3 separate regions of the Sus scrofa genome follow, and regions 1 and 3 are each linked to region 2. The links are chromatin contacts, called in public targeted proximity ligation maps. All regions are on one chromosome and are shown on one strand. The core of a region is the stretch at or near the end of the contact, and the rest is flanking DNA. Distances in the headings are between cores, read along the strand shown.

Region 1 (4,092 bases), core at 1,482-3,981, 350 kb before region 2:
GTGGTTTTCTTTATTTAGTGTCTGCCTTCTGGCTGAGCTATAAGGTAAGGCAATTAGATACCCAACATTTATAACAGACATGTTGAACTCCCCTGATATGTCCTGCAGGGGTTAAGCAAACACAAAGATAATAGACTTTAACTAGCAGTTAGGAGGTTTAGACTTCCAACTTTTTAGACTGCATGAACTATGATGGCGAGACAATAGACAATGTGCTCATTTACTGCTCAAAAGCACCTTGAGATGAAATCTTGAAAGCAGAATCCTTCCTACCTGTGAGGTCCACAAGACACGGGTACTTACTAAACATCTTTTTATGCAAGGCTTTCAGGTTGAGTTTTGTCGAGAATAAGCTAAACCAACACAACCCCTCTAGGAGGCAGTGTTGTGTAGTGGAGAGGTGGGCTGGATTCAGCTCAGCTGGGTTTCTAGGAGACTCTACCTTTCCAATCTATGTGACCTTGAGAAAATGACGAACATTCTTCACATCTGGGTTTCTTTGCCTGAAAAATAGAGATATTAACAGCACTTGCAGAGTGTTTCATATTGTCCAAGGGTAACTGGTACCTGGAAAACGCCACTGACAATGAATGCCCCAAAACGTCATTGAAAAAATAGGTAGTATGAGAGCATTTCCTTGAAAAATGAACTGTAAATTATACAAATTACAAAACTGTCTTACATTTAACCAAATTTAAAGTTTCAAGTCCAGATATTTTCATAAAAACGACGAATAAATTAGGAGGTTTTGTTAACATTTTCAAATAAATTTGTGTGATCACATTATACATCCTTCATTTTCTATTTGACCTTCAAGGCAACATTAACAGGATATTCATTTTGCAAAACTATGCTGGGGCTTAAGGGGTTTTCAGAGAACTTTGCTGTTCCTTCAGTGTTGAATCTTCCCTTTTAAAGCACAGATCAGGCCAAATTCACATTTGCCAATGGCTTGGCAAGTCATTCCCGTACTTCTCTTGTATTACTTTCATCAGTTTCACGAAATCTTCAATGTTTGACAAAATTGAACTTTTTCCGTTTGCAATTCATCTGCTTTGTAGTTTCATCGTATAGTCAGTCTCATGTGGTAAATATCTGACACTGAGGCTCTGACCGACCAAGGTGACTGACCCACTGGCCAGCATCGATGCTAGAATAAAGTAGGCAGCGATATTTGAATGAAAACTGATTTTGATAAATGACCAGCTCTTTATGACAATTTTTGCTTTCATGACACTTCTTTTTTTTTTTAATTTTTTTGTCTTTTGTCTTTTTGTTGTTGTTGTTGCTATTTCTTGGGCTGCTCCCACGGCATATGGAGGTTCCCAGGCTAGGGGTTGAATCGGAGCTGTAGCCACCGGCCTACGCCAGAGCCACAGCAACGCAGGATCCGAGCCGCGTCTGCAACCTACACCACAGCTCACGGCAACGCCGATCGTTAACCCACTGAGCAAGGGCAGGGATCGAACCCACAACCTCATGGTTCCTAGTCGGATTCGTTAACCACTGCGCCACGACGGGAACTCCTCATGACACTTCTTAACTACAGAAATTTAGAGAATGAATACTAAGCAAAGACCCTTGCTTTCTCATTAAACTGTTAAAACTGTATCATGTGCTCAACACAGTGCCTACTGAATAGAATGTGCTTTTGTTGTTTGTTTTTTTATATAGTGATTTTAATTTTTTTTCCATTATAGCTGGTTTACAGTGTTCTGTCAATTTTATATTGTACAGCATGGTGACCCAGTTACACATACATGTATAGATTCTTTTTTCTCACATTATCATGCTCCATCATAAGTGACTAGATATAGTTCCCAGTGCTACACAGTAAGATTTAGTTGTTAATAGGTAGTCTCATTATTTCCTTTAGAGGATCTGCATGTCCACAAATGTCAAAGGCATTTAAACATACATTAATAATATAAACTAAGAAGAATGTTTCCTTAAATCCATTCCCCCTTTCATCTATAACCACCATGATTAGAGAGTCAAAAAAAAAAAAAAAATCCCTCATTGTCCAGCCTACCTCTATTTCTTACTTCCCTTTCCCCTTATTTTATTTTATCTTCTTTCAAAAACATAATTCCCCTCTAAGGTGCCATATATTTACATATTTGTTTTGTCTGTTTTGTACCACTAGAATCTAAACTCCAGAGGCCAAGGACTTGGTTTGTCCATTGATGTATATGCAGCACCAAGAACAGGGCCTGGAATGTGATAGGTGTTCAATAAACATTTGCTGAATCAATGAAGAATGGAAGCCTCCTTCCACCGTCCTCACTCCAGGGCCCCAGTACCCAGGGGCCACTACTGTGACCCAAGGTGAGGGATCCTAGTGCACTACGGTCTGAAAGAGCCCCTGATGTGAGTGAGAATGGATACTGTACAACACTAAGAAGTGACAGTGCCGAGATTCTGAGAGGAACCAGGAGCATGTGGATAATCATCGTGGACTCAGACCCTCTCTGTCCCTAGACTAAGACCCATCCACTTTACTTCCGAAGGAACAGGGGGCTGTTCCATTGCAGAGCAAAGAAAGGAAGTTGGAATTCTGCCTCCTACAAAGGAGAAGATTTGTGTTTGAGTCACGAAGTGGAGGAAAGAACTGCCCCTGAGGGTGAGGCGAAGGTCAGGAACCTGTGTGCTGATCTCATCTCCGACACTAATTGGGTCTGAGACTTAGGAAAGCCACTTCAAACCTCGGGGCTCTTCAGCTTTATCTGTACGGGTGGGTGTGGCCAGATCAGCATTTCCTAAACCACGTCTCTTGGGACCCTTGACCCCTTCTGCTCTGAGTGTAGCCACGAGCTAGGTGTGGCTGTCAAGCACTTGGAAAGCAGCCAATTTAGAATGTAAAAACTAAGGTAGGATCTCATTAATAGTTTTACCTTGATTAATGTTGAAATCATAATACTTTTATAATTGAGGGAAATAAAATATTATTAAAATTAGGATATTACGGAAGGCTGTGATTGCTGTGGGGATAGGAGGCAGAGGGGAATTCTCAGTAGTTTCTGCTCAATTTTGCTGTGAACCTAAAACATCTTTAGGAGTTCCTTTCTTGGCTCAGCAGAAACGAATCGGACTCGTATTCATGAGGACACGGGTTCGGTCTCTGGCCTCGCTCAGTGGGTTAAGGATCTGGTGTTGCCATGAGCTGTGGTATAGGTTGGAGACAAGGCTCAGTTTCAGATGCGCTGTGGCTGTGGCATAGGCTGGCAGCGACAGCTCCTATTCAACCCCTAGCCTGATAACCTCCATATCCTGCAGGTGTGCCCCCACCAAAAAAAAAAAAAAAACAAACTCTAAAAAATGATAGATAAAAACTTTATATAAAAAATTAGGCAAAACCTATTTCCTTTTTTTTTTTTTTTTTGGCTCCTGTGACAAATGGAAATTCCCAGGCTAGGGGTTGAATTGGAGCTGTAGCTGCTGGCCTCTGCCAGAAACACACAGCAATGTCAGATCCAAACTGTGTCTGCAATCTACACAGCAGCTCACAATAACGCTGGATCCTTAACCTAATGAGTGGGGCCAGGGACTGAACCCCGGTCCTCATGGATACTAGTTGGGTTCATTACTGCTGAGCCACAACAGGAGCTCCCCTATTTCTTTAAAAACTAGCGACCAGAATATTTAAAATTGATATGTGTAACTCCAGATATGCAAGGTATTTCTAAATGACAGTGCTGCTCTACAATCTGAGAGAAGTCCCTCTGATCAAACACTGCATCTCACATCCCCTCCCGACCCCCTCCAACCCCTCTCTCAAGTCATAGTGCTCATCAGCCAAGTGAGCACACTGAGGCTGCTTATGGTATCCAGTGTCTAGAAACCTGTATAATTGGCATTTTCCTTTCTTTTTTTTTTTTTTTTGGATATAACATTTAAAAATTTTTATTATAGCTGACTTACATAATTGGCATTTTCTAAATGCATTGATCATAAACTCTCTTTTCCACTGAGCATCTCTTAATACCTCTCAGCTCTGAGGAAGACATTTTGGAAAGCAGTGGTCTGGTTTTTCTATAAAGTCTTTTTAGATTCTAATAATGTGTGATGAATGGATCTACGTACACGGAAGGA
Region 2 (4,476 bases), core at 155-2,654:
ACCTCCACCCGGACCTTCCAGCCAGATGAACTGCTCTGTAGTCCTTCAGCCTGCCAGGCATCCTCTTCCCTCAGGGGCTTTACAAAGGGTTCCCTCTTCCCTTTCCACAGAGCTGGAACCCTCAGCTCTGAGGGTCTTCATTCAAATCTATTTTCTCAGTGAAGCCTCTACAATTCAACATGCAGACCCCAATCCAGCCTATCCCACACCCTCCTTCTATCCCTGCTCCCCCACTACTTCATCTCCAGGGCCTCCAAACACACTGCATATGGCACTCACTCCGCTCAGAATGGAGGGAAAAGGGAGACCTGCGTTCATTTACTGCTACAGCCGCAGCGTCTGGCACAGTACCCAGCGCCACAGAGGTTTGCAAAATACTTGCTGAATTATCCATCTACGTGATGTTACAAAGAACAAGGTATAAACGATCAGAAATTTCATCTTTAATGTTAAAACAGGGTTATTCCGTGAACGACATCACAATAGAAAACAAAAGGATCCAGTCAGGCATGGGAAGATATAATCTAATTTCCGTTTACAAATTTAGCCAGAAAAATGCTAATATTCAATACACGAACTGACAGTAGTGAGTGTAGTTTTACATATTAGTAACAATATATTGTCAACATTTTGAATAAATACATATAGTCAAAAACAGCTAAAACACTTCTGTATTTAAGCTTTTAGGTATGACAAATAATGAATGAGAATAATGTATTTACACTGCTTTTACTTAAGAAAAATTATACACCTTCCACCACTTCATTCTACAGCCTGCAGTGTATACACTAAAAAAAAAAATTTCTCTGTCAGCACAATTATATACTGAAATAATCATAAGATGGAACTACAAAATCTAATCCTTCCCCAAAATGCGTTAAACCCACAGGCATTTAAAGTAATGTTTTTAGTAATGGTTTTAACTCAAGACTAATTTTTGTTTTGTTTTAATCATAGCAATGCAAGGGCAATTCAGATCCTGAAATGCTAAAAACTACTTTCAGCAAAATATTCTGTAGATTCAAAGAAAAACATTTCCAGAGCATTAAAGACCTCAGGAGGCAATAAAGCAGCCTCCCATCTTGGGAAGTCCTCCAACAGGTAACTGGAACAAAAGAGGCTGGTTTTCACCTTTAGGGGAAAAGTGAAGACCGGGATGAACAAAAGGAGGAAATGAATGAGAAAAGAAGTAAAACTGCTTGAATTTTGACTCCGCACCTCCATTCTTTTGTTTTATCCCAAGTCCTCATATTTTTAGAAAGCCATAAAGAAGGAGGGAGAAAGAAAAAAAACAGAGAGAGAGAGAAAGCTGGGGCCCAAGGGCCCCAAAACACCACTCCTAGTTAGATAAAATAGTAGCAGCTCTATTCAAAGCTATAAAAAGCTGCCAGAAGGGCCTCCAAGATCACATCCAAAAATAGCTTCAAATCACTCTCAGAGCGTCACTCTGTCAGAGACAGACAGGGCATTCATTTCCTCATCTTCAGTTCACTCCCCAAATCAGATAATCTTTCTAAAGAATGTACGTATTGAAGAAACACACCAAGTGGCCTGATCAAGCATAAGGCGTAATCGGAACACACTGTAGAATAAGCTCTTAGGTACAGAAAATTTTTTGAAATAGTTTTTACATGGTCTCAAGTCCTAATGGATTTGGATATAATGAATAGATGCATAATTATCTGACTACAGAGCACTGATTTCCCAAACAAACCCATAGCATAAATTACAGGAGGAAAAAAAAGAATAAAACCCAAACCAAATGGAACAACCCTTCCATAGAAGTCGTTGTCAATTTTTTCCCCTACAAAGGCAAAAACTGGGAAGGAAATAAAAGCCTTCCTGCTACTACTCACACCGAGAAATGTGCAACACATTCTAGCTTTACACTATTCTTTTGTAGACAGTGATGTATTAAGTCTAGAAGTACTGGGCTAAAGTTACTACAGTGTTGGCTTAACTATATTTCTGAGGAGGTAATTTACAAGGCTCGGCGCCTCAGCTTCCTCAACCACATCGTTAGCCTCTCGTGCAGAGGTGCTATGAAAATTAAATGAGAGAACACTGTAAAAGGACTTGACAAATGAAGTCACATGAGAAGACTACAGTCATACGTAACCAATTACAAGAGAATGCAGGGTAAGAACAAAGCACAGTAACAAATCTCAAGATTTATTAAGTGTTCCTAAAAAAAAGAAACTAACATCTAGTTGCACTTTGTGACCCTACTTGTTTAAAAGCAATCCTGGGACTGGATCCCAAGTAGAATTTTAGCTCAGATCATGCAAAATAAAAGGTAATACGTTTCCCATCACGGCTTAGCAGAAACGAATCTGACTAGTAACCATGAGGACACAGGTTCGATCCCTGGCTTCCATCAGTGGGTTAAGGATCTGGGGTTGCTGTGGCTGTGGTGTAGGCCAACAGCTCCTGCTCTGATTCAAACCCTAGCCTGGGAACCTCCATATGCCAGAGGTGCAGCCCTAAAGAAAAACGAAAAAAAGAGAAAGTAATGTAGACTATGTTTAGGAAATCGGTTGCTAAAAAGTAGAAACGGATGTACATAAAAATAGAGTATGAATTTAAGTGGCAACACAATTAAGGTCTCAAGGAAACTACCTCGTCTTACAGAATGCATACAGCAGTTCATGCTACAAATACTTTAAGAAGGAATTAAAAAACACATCAAACTGATCTGATCAGGACAGATCTACTGGGACTCAAAAGAGCAAAATCCCATGGAGTTCCCGTCGTGGCGCAGTGGTTAACGAATCCGACTAGGAACCATGAGGTCGCGGGTTCAGTCCCTGCCCTTGCTCAGTGGGTTAACGATCCGGCGTTGCCATGAGCTGTGGTGTAGGTTGCAGACGCGGCTCGGATCCCGCGTTGCTGTGGCTCTGGCGTAGGCCGGTGGCTACAGCTCCGATTCAACCCCTAGCCTGGGAACCTCCATATGCCACGGAAGCGGCCCAAGAGATAGCAACAACAACAACAACAACAACAACAAAAGACAAAAAGACCAAAAAAAAGACAAAAAAAAAAAAAAAAAAAAAAATCCCAGAAATACACCACAGTAAATTACAACACTTGACATGCTGTCAACTAACTCTGTTAACTAGTTTTCCCATTTTTAGGTTCAATAATAATGTGTGCAATATGAAAAATTGTAAATTGTACACATTTTAAGGCAATGAATTATGTACAGGAAAATTTTAGATAATAAATAGTATCCTTAGAAAAAGAGTGATAATTTGTGGAGTTCCCAATGTGGCCCAGTGGGTTAGGGATCCAGGGTTGCTGCAGTTGTGGCTGTGGCTTGGCCTGGGAACTTTCATTGCCATGGGTGTGGCCAAAGGGGAAAAAAAGTTCTCATCTGCATATGAGAAAAAATTGTCCTATTATTCACTATATATACCCCCACCACATTTTATCTATAGCAATTAGGTTTTCTTTCTCCCCATAACAGAATATTCTCTGAAGAAAAAAGAAAACAAAACAAAATCTCCTGTGATGCAGTGGATTAAGGATCTAGCATTGTCACTGCAGTGGCTTGGGTCACTGCTATGCCACGGTTTGATCCTTGATCTGGGAACTTCCACGTGCCCGTGTGCAGCCAAAATAAATAAATTAATACAACAGAATATTCTCTAAACACAAAACTGCAATTGTGGATCTTTTAGCTCATCTCACCTAGATGTGACTATACTCGATTTTCATTATCACAAAAATGTCATAAAATTGAGAGGTGCCTCAATGATGCCTATTCTGTCCACTCCAACCTACTACTACATCTTTAAGTGATTCTAAAATACTAACAGGGGCTCCTTTTAGGGGATTATTAATCAAGCAAGTTGATTTTTCATTATACAAACTGTAAACCACCTGAGGGCATCTATGAGTTCCCCCTCAATTAGTAAGTAGACATTTTAAAAATGTCACCAATGACATTTGAGTATCATGCCCTTAACATTTCATCCATGAGCCCTATGATTTTTACCATGATTTTGCTTAATGCAATGAATTTGGAACACATCTCATTATAGTAAAACTGACTACATGTATTCTAGCTGCCATTAGGAACGGAACCAAAGTTGTGCTCCATTTCCTCATTACATTACTTCCTTACAAATCATAAGGCCAGCTAAAGGTATATACCATGATAAAAATGGCCAGTGAATGCTTTCCCTTCGAATGGCTGTTCAAAAGAAATATGTCAGCCATGTGTCTAATTACAAATTTTCTAGTAGCCACATTAAATAGCAATGTGGTCATACACACTGTCATATAAAATAGACGATTAATGACAAACTACTGTATAGCACAGGCAAATCTACTCAAGAGTCTGTAATGACCTATATAGGAAAAAAGAATGGATATATCTACATGTATGACTAACTCATTTGCTGTACACCTGAAACTAACACAGCACGGTAAGTCAACCATACTCCAATAAAATCAGTAAACCAACAGTTTTAC
Region 3 (4,201 bases), core at 538-3,037, 380 kb before region 2:
CTCCCAGAGTAGAGCATAAATGACCATAGGTTAAACCCCAAAGGGTGAAATAGCATGTGCATCCTATTTCTTAACTCCCATGCTTCACTTACTGCAGATAAGAACAGCTCATAATTATTAAGTTCATCCTATAATTTAAAATAAATAAGAATAATCTGTTTATGGTTATCAACAATGTGTTACGCTAAATAAAAAGCTATACAACAGGAGTTCCCATTGTGACACAGCAGAAATGAATCCAACTAGGAACCATGAGGTTGCGAGTTCCATCCCTGGCCTCGTTCAGTGGGTTAAGGATCCGGTGTTGCCGTGAGCTGTGGTGGAGGTTGCAGACTCGGCTCGGATCTGGCGTTGCTGTGGCTCTGGTGTAGGCCAGTGGGTACAGCTCTGATTAGACCCCTAGCCTGGGAACCTCCATATGCCACGGGTGCAGCCCTAAAAAGAGAGAAAGACAAAAAAAAAAAAAAAAAAAAAAAAGCGATACAACAAACCTGAAGAAGATATTCAATAAACAAATACTCAAACCACTGAGTTCAGAGACTTAGTAACTAAAGCGCTAGAGGAATAGTTTCATCAATGCCTTTCTCCATAATTTGCGACATTCATCAAGATTATACACCTGCCTCTTCATCTAAATATCTGCTCAAAGTCACCTCCTCCTGGTGGCTCCATGACTGTTTAAAACCCGACGCCTGGGAGTTCCCGTCGTGGCGCAGTGGTTAACGAATCCGACTAGGAACCATGAGGTTGCGAGGTTGCGGGTTCGGTCCCTGCCCTTGCTCAGTGGGTTAACGATCCGGCGTTGCCGTGAGCTGTGGTGTAGGTTGCAGACGCGGCTCGGATCCCGCGTTGCTGTGGCTCTGGCGTAGGCCGGTGGCTACAGCTCTGATTCGACCCCTAGCCTGGGAACCTCCATATGCCGCGGGAGCGGCCCAAGAAATAGCAACAACAGTAACAACAACATCAACAACAACAACAGACAAAAAGACAAAAGACAAAAAAAAAAAAAAACAAAAAAAAAACCCCCGACGCCTCCAGCACTCTCTAAGCCACGATTCTGTTTTGTTATTCTCAGAGTACTTATCACTCTCTTTAAAAAAAAAAAAAAGAAAAAAAAAACATCTCTTTTCAAAATCTAGACTTTAATCTCCTTTAGCTCCTCCTTAGAATGCAAGCTCCACAAGAGCAGGGGCCTCTATGGATTAGAACCTGTAATGGTGATTGACACCCAGCAGACGGTCAATAAATATGGCTGAATGCGTTTCTCAAAGTAAATGGAGGGGAGGAGAGAGAAAAAAAGCAGGGTTGAGAAAGAAACTATTTCTTTATTTAACCTAACATTCCTTCCCCTATTAAAGCTCCACTGCTCTAAAAAACGGGAGGCAACCAGCACATTAAGAGAAAAACAAAAGAAATGAATTCATGGCTTTTATGCTGCCTGGTAATTTCGACAGATGTGATATTTTTTTTTTGCCTTAGGCCCTAGCATTAGAAATTTAACAGCGATGTGGTTTCTCATACTTATAAAAAAATTGGCCTACAGAGGGTGCTAGTTCACTTCAAAAAACTAACAGACGCGCTTCCACTTGCCTTGGGGCCAGGAAGCCAGCGGGGAAGCAGTTTAGTAACAACACATGAGCTATTTAAATTTGACATATTTTGTTTCATAACCAATGTTTAAGAAAATGAAAGCAATCTGGGAAAATGCCAGAAGCATTCAAAGACCTCCCTTGGGGAAAAGAAGGGACATTATTTTTCAAAGGCGAAGAAGAGAAGCCAGGCTAAGAGAAGCGCCCAGAAGTAGCGAATATTGCGTATATTTTTTAAAAAGAAGCCTGAGGCTGGGAGTAGTTGCAAGTCTTTGAGGAGAGATTGGCAGCCCTCTGCCAAATTCCACCTGCACTTGATGCTGGGAAATGAGGACTTTAGAGCCTGGCATAAGATGCCCGTAGACCCAGGGGATGAGGGGGTTCTTCCTGCCGCTGTTTAACGGAGCTCACCATTCTGGAAACTGACCCTAGGTTTTGGGGTTCAGCGAAGACTAGAGGGAGGAAGAACCATTTGAGAGTTTTGAAATATGTACTTGTCACAGCAGAATGAATGGGAAACACAAGGGAGCCTGGTAAGTGGGAGAAGACCCCTTCGAGGTTTGGATCTGCCAAGAAATCTTCCGGGAAGGAAATGGAAAATAGCAAGCTAGTTCTCTGGGAAAACTTCTCAACCCTTTTTCTTTTTTTTTAAATAATTTATTTTTTTTCCCACTGTACAGCAAGGGGATCAAGTTATCCTTACATGTATACATATTTCCCCCACCCTTTGTTCTGTTGCAATATGAATATCAAGACATAGTTCTCAGTGCTACTCAGCAGGATCTCCTTGCAGATCTATTCTAGGTTGTGTCTGATAAGCCCAAGCTCCCGATCCCTCCCACTCCCTCCCCCTCCCATCAGGCAACCACAAGTCTCTTCTCCAAGTCCATGATTTTCTTTTCTGAGGAGATGTTCATTTGTGCTGGATATTAGATTCCAGTTATAAGTGATATCATATGGTATTTGTCTTTGTCTTCCTGGCTCATTTCACTCAGTTTCATCCATGTTGCTGCAAATGGCATTATGTCATTCTTTTTTATGGCTGAGTAGTATTCCATCAACCCTTTTTGAATGAACAACAGTTGAGGGAGGTTGATGGTCTGGGGTGAACCTCAAGGTAGAGAGTCATAATCCTAGTTCTCTAATCTTCAGGTACAAATTTTCAAGGAAATTTGGAATCAAAAATTCCTAAGAGCTGTGATACAACTTCTTATGTGTGGTGGTTTCAAGTGGTGTCTATCCTTGCCTTTGTCAGTTCATGGTGGATCCATCTCTTTACTGTAATGTTCAATGGCCAAACTTTAAACCGAATCAATAAAAAGCAAGGAATGAGTTTGCAAAAACAATCAGGCGCCTCCTGCAATTTAATCATAAAATCAATTAAATCAGGTTTCTTGGCACCGTGTAGGGAAAACATCTATGTTCCCAATGAACTACCTCATTGATAAAATGATTCATTTGAAGACATAGCTACCCTCTAAGATTTTACTCTTAAAAACAAATGTTTATATTTCAGGCACATATTCAAGATTCTGAAGTCTGCTTCTTTTTCCCTAAGGCTTTGCTTCATCTCAGATGCACTTCTAACCTTTCTTTTGTTGCTACTGTAAACAACAGCCAGGTATTCAAAGTAGAAAATCTATTTAAATGCTTAAAGTCAATGTAAGCCCACAAGCCTAATTATCAGTAAGTGAGGATGGAGAAGGAATAATTACTGAGGTCTTAGACGTCTCACTGGGAGCCACTTTGCATTTTATTTTATTTTGTCTTTTTTTTTTTTTTTTTTTTTTTTTTTTGCTTTTTGGCTTTTTGGCATTTCTTGGGCTGCTCCTGCAGCATATGAGGTTCCCAGGCTAGGGGTCCAATCAGGGCTGTAGCTGCCAGCCTACACCACAGCTCACAGCAACACTGGATCGTTAACCCACTGAGCAAGGCCAGGGATCGAACCCGCAACCTCATGGTTCCTAGTCGGATTCGTTAACCACTGCGTCACGACGGGAAGTGCCTTATTTTATTTTGATGTCAAAACAACTAAATGATGAAAGCACTGTTTGCTCCATGCCACAGCCAGACAGTCATGTCAAGGAGCGAAGCATGACCGTTAAAGGGTTTGTTCCGTATGGGGAAGTGCACACAATGCTTCTGGGTCCCATTTGTCAAGAGAAGTGAGTAGATTTGTGCAAAGTCTCCTGATTTTTAAAAAAATGGTGTTAACTAATTAAAAGAAATGTTTTCAATACTATGTGAACCACACAAAGAAAATCTGGGGCTGAACCTGGCCCAGGGACTGCCACATGGCAAAGACTGGTAGTAGGGTGAATATAAGGCTCAGAAAGGTAATATCACCCTGCTGCCCAGCTGGTGAGTGACACACAAACAGGCACATGTTTCCTGGAGCCTAGGATTTCCCGACTACACCATTCTTAGATAGTGACACTGCTGCTGATTGGTTACATCTATCAAGTCCATTTATTTATTTATTTGCTCTTTAAGGCCACACTTGCTTGCAGCATACGGAAGTTCCCAGGCTAGAGGTCAAATTGGAGCAGCTGCCGGCCTACATCTCAACCACAGCCACAGCAAAGCCAGATCTGAGCCATGTCTTCAACCCA

Evidence for each region.
Region 1: a contact with region 2 is called in a targeted proximity ligation map of skeletal muscle. A contact is called at or near these places in 11 of 47 Hi-C or Micro-C datasets (brain, embryonic fibroblasts, epiblast stem cells and 7 more) and 1 of 2 datasets of targeted methods (skeletal muscle).
Region 3: a targeted proximity ligation map of skeletal muscle shows a contact between it and region 2. A contact is called at or near these places in 10 of 47 Hi-C or Micro-C datasets (embryonic fibroblasts, epiblast stem cells, liver and 3 more) and 1 of 2 datasets of targeted methods (skeletal muscle).

What each region holds. Positions count from the first base shown.
Region 1 is chr5:90,049,635-90,053,726 of Sscrofa11.1, reverse strand. No RefSeq gene overlaps it. Among named protein-coding and RNA genes, the nearest start is that of EEA1, 80 kb to the left of the region's middle.
Region 2 is chr5:89,698,524-89,702,999 of Sscrofa11.1, reverse strand. All of the region lies in intron 1 of UBE2N (ubiquitin-conjugating enzyme E2 N), which reads right to left. Among named protein-coding and RNA genes, the nearest start is that of UBE2N, 27 kb to the right of the region's middle.
Region 3 is chr5:90,083,482-90,087,682 of Sscrofa11.1, reverse strand. All of the region lies in intron 1 of LOC102158255 (a long non-coding RNA gene), which reads right to left. Among named protein-coding and RNA genes, the nearest start is that of EEA1, 46 kb to the left of the region's middle.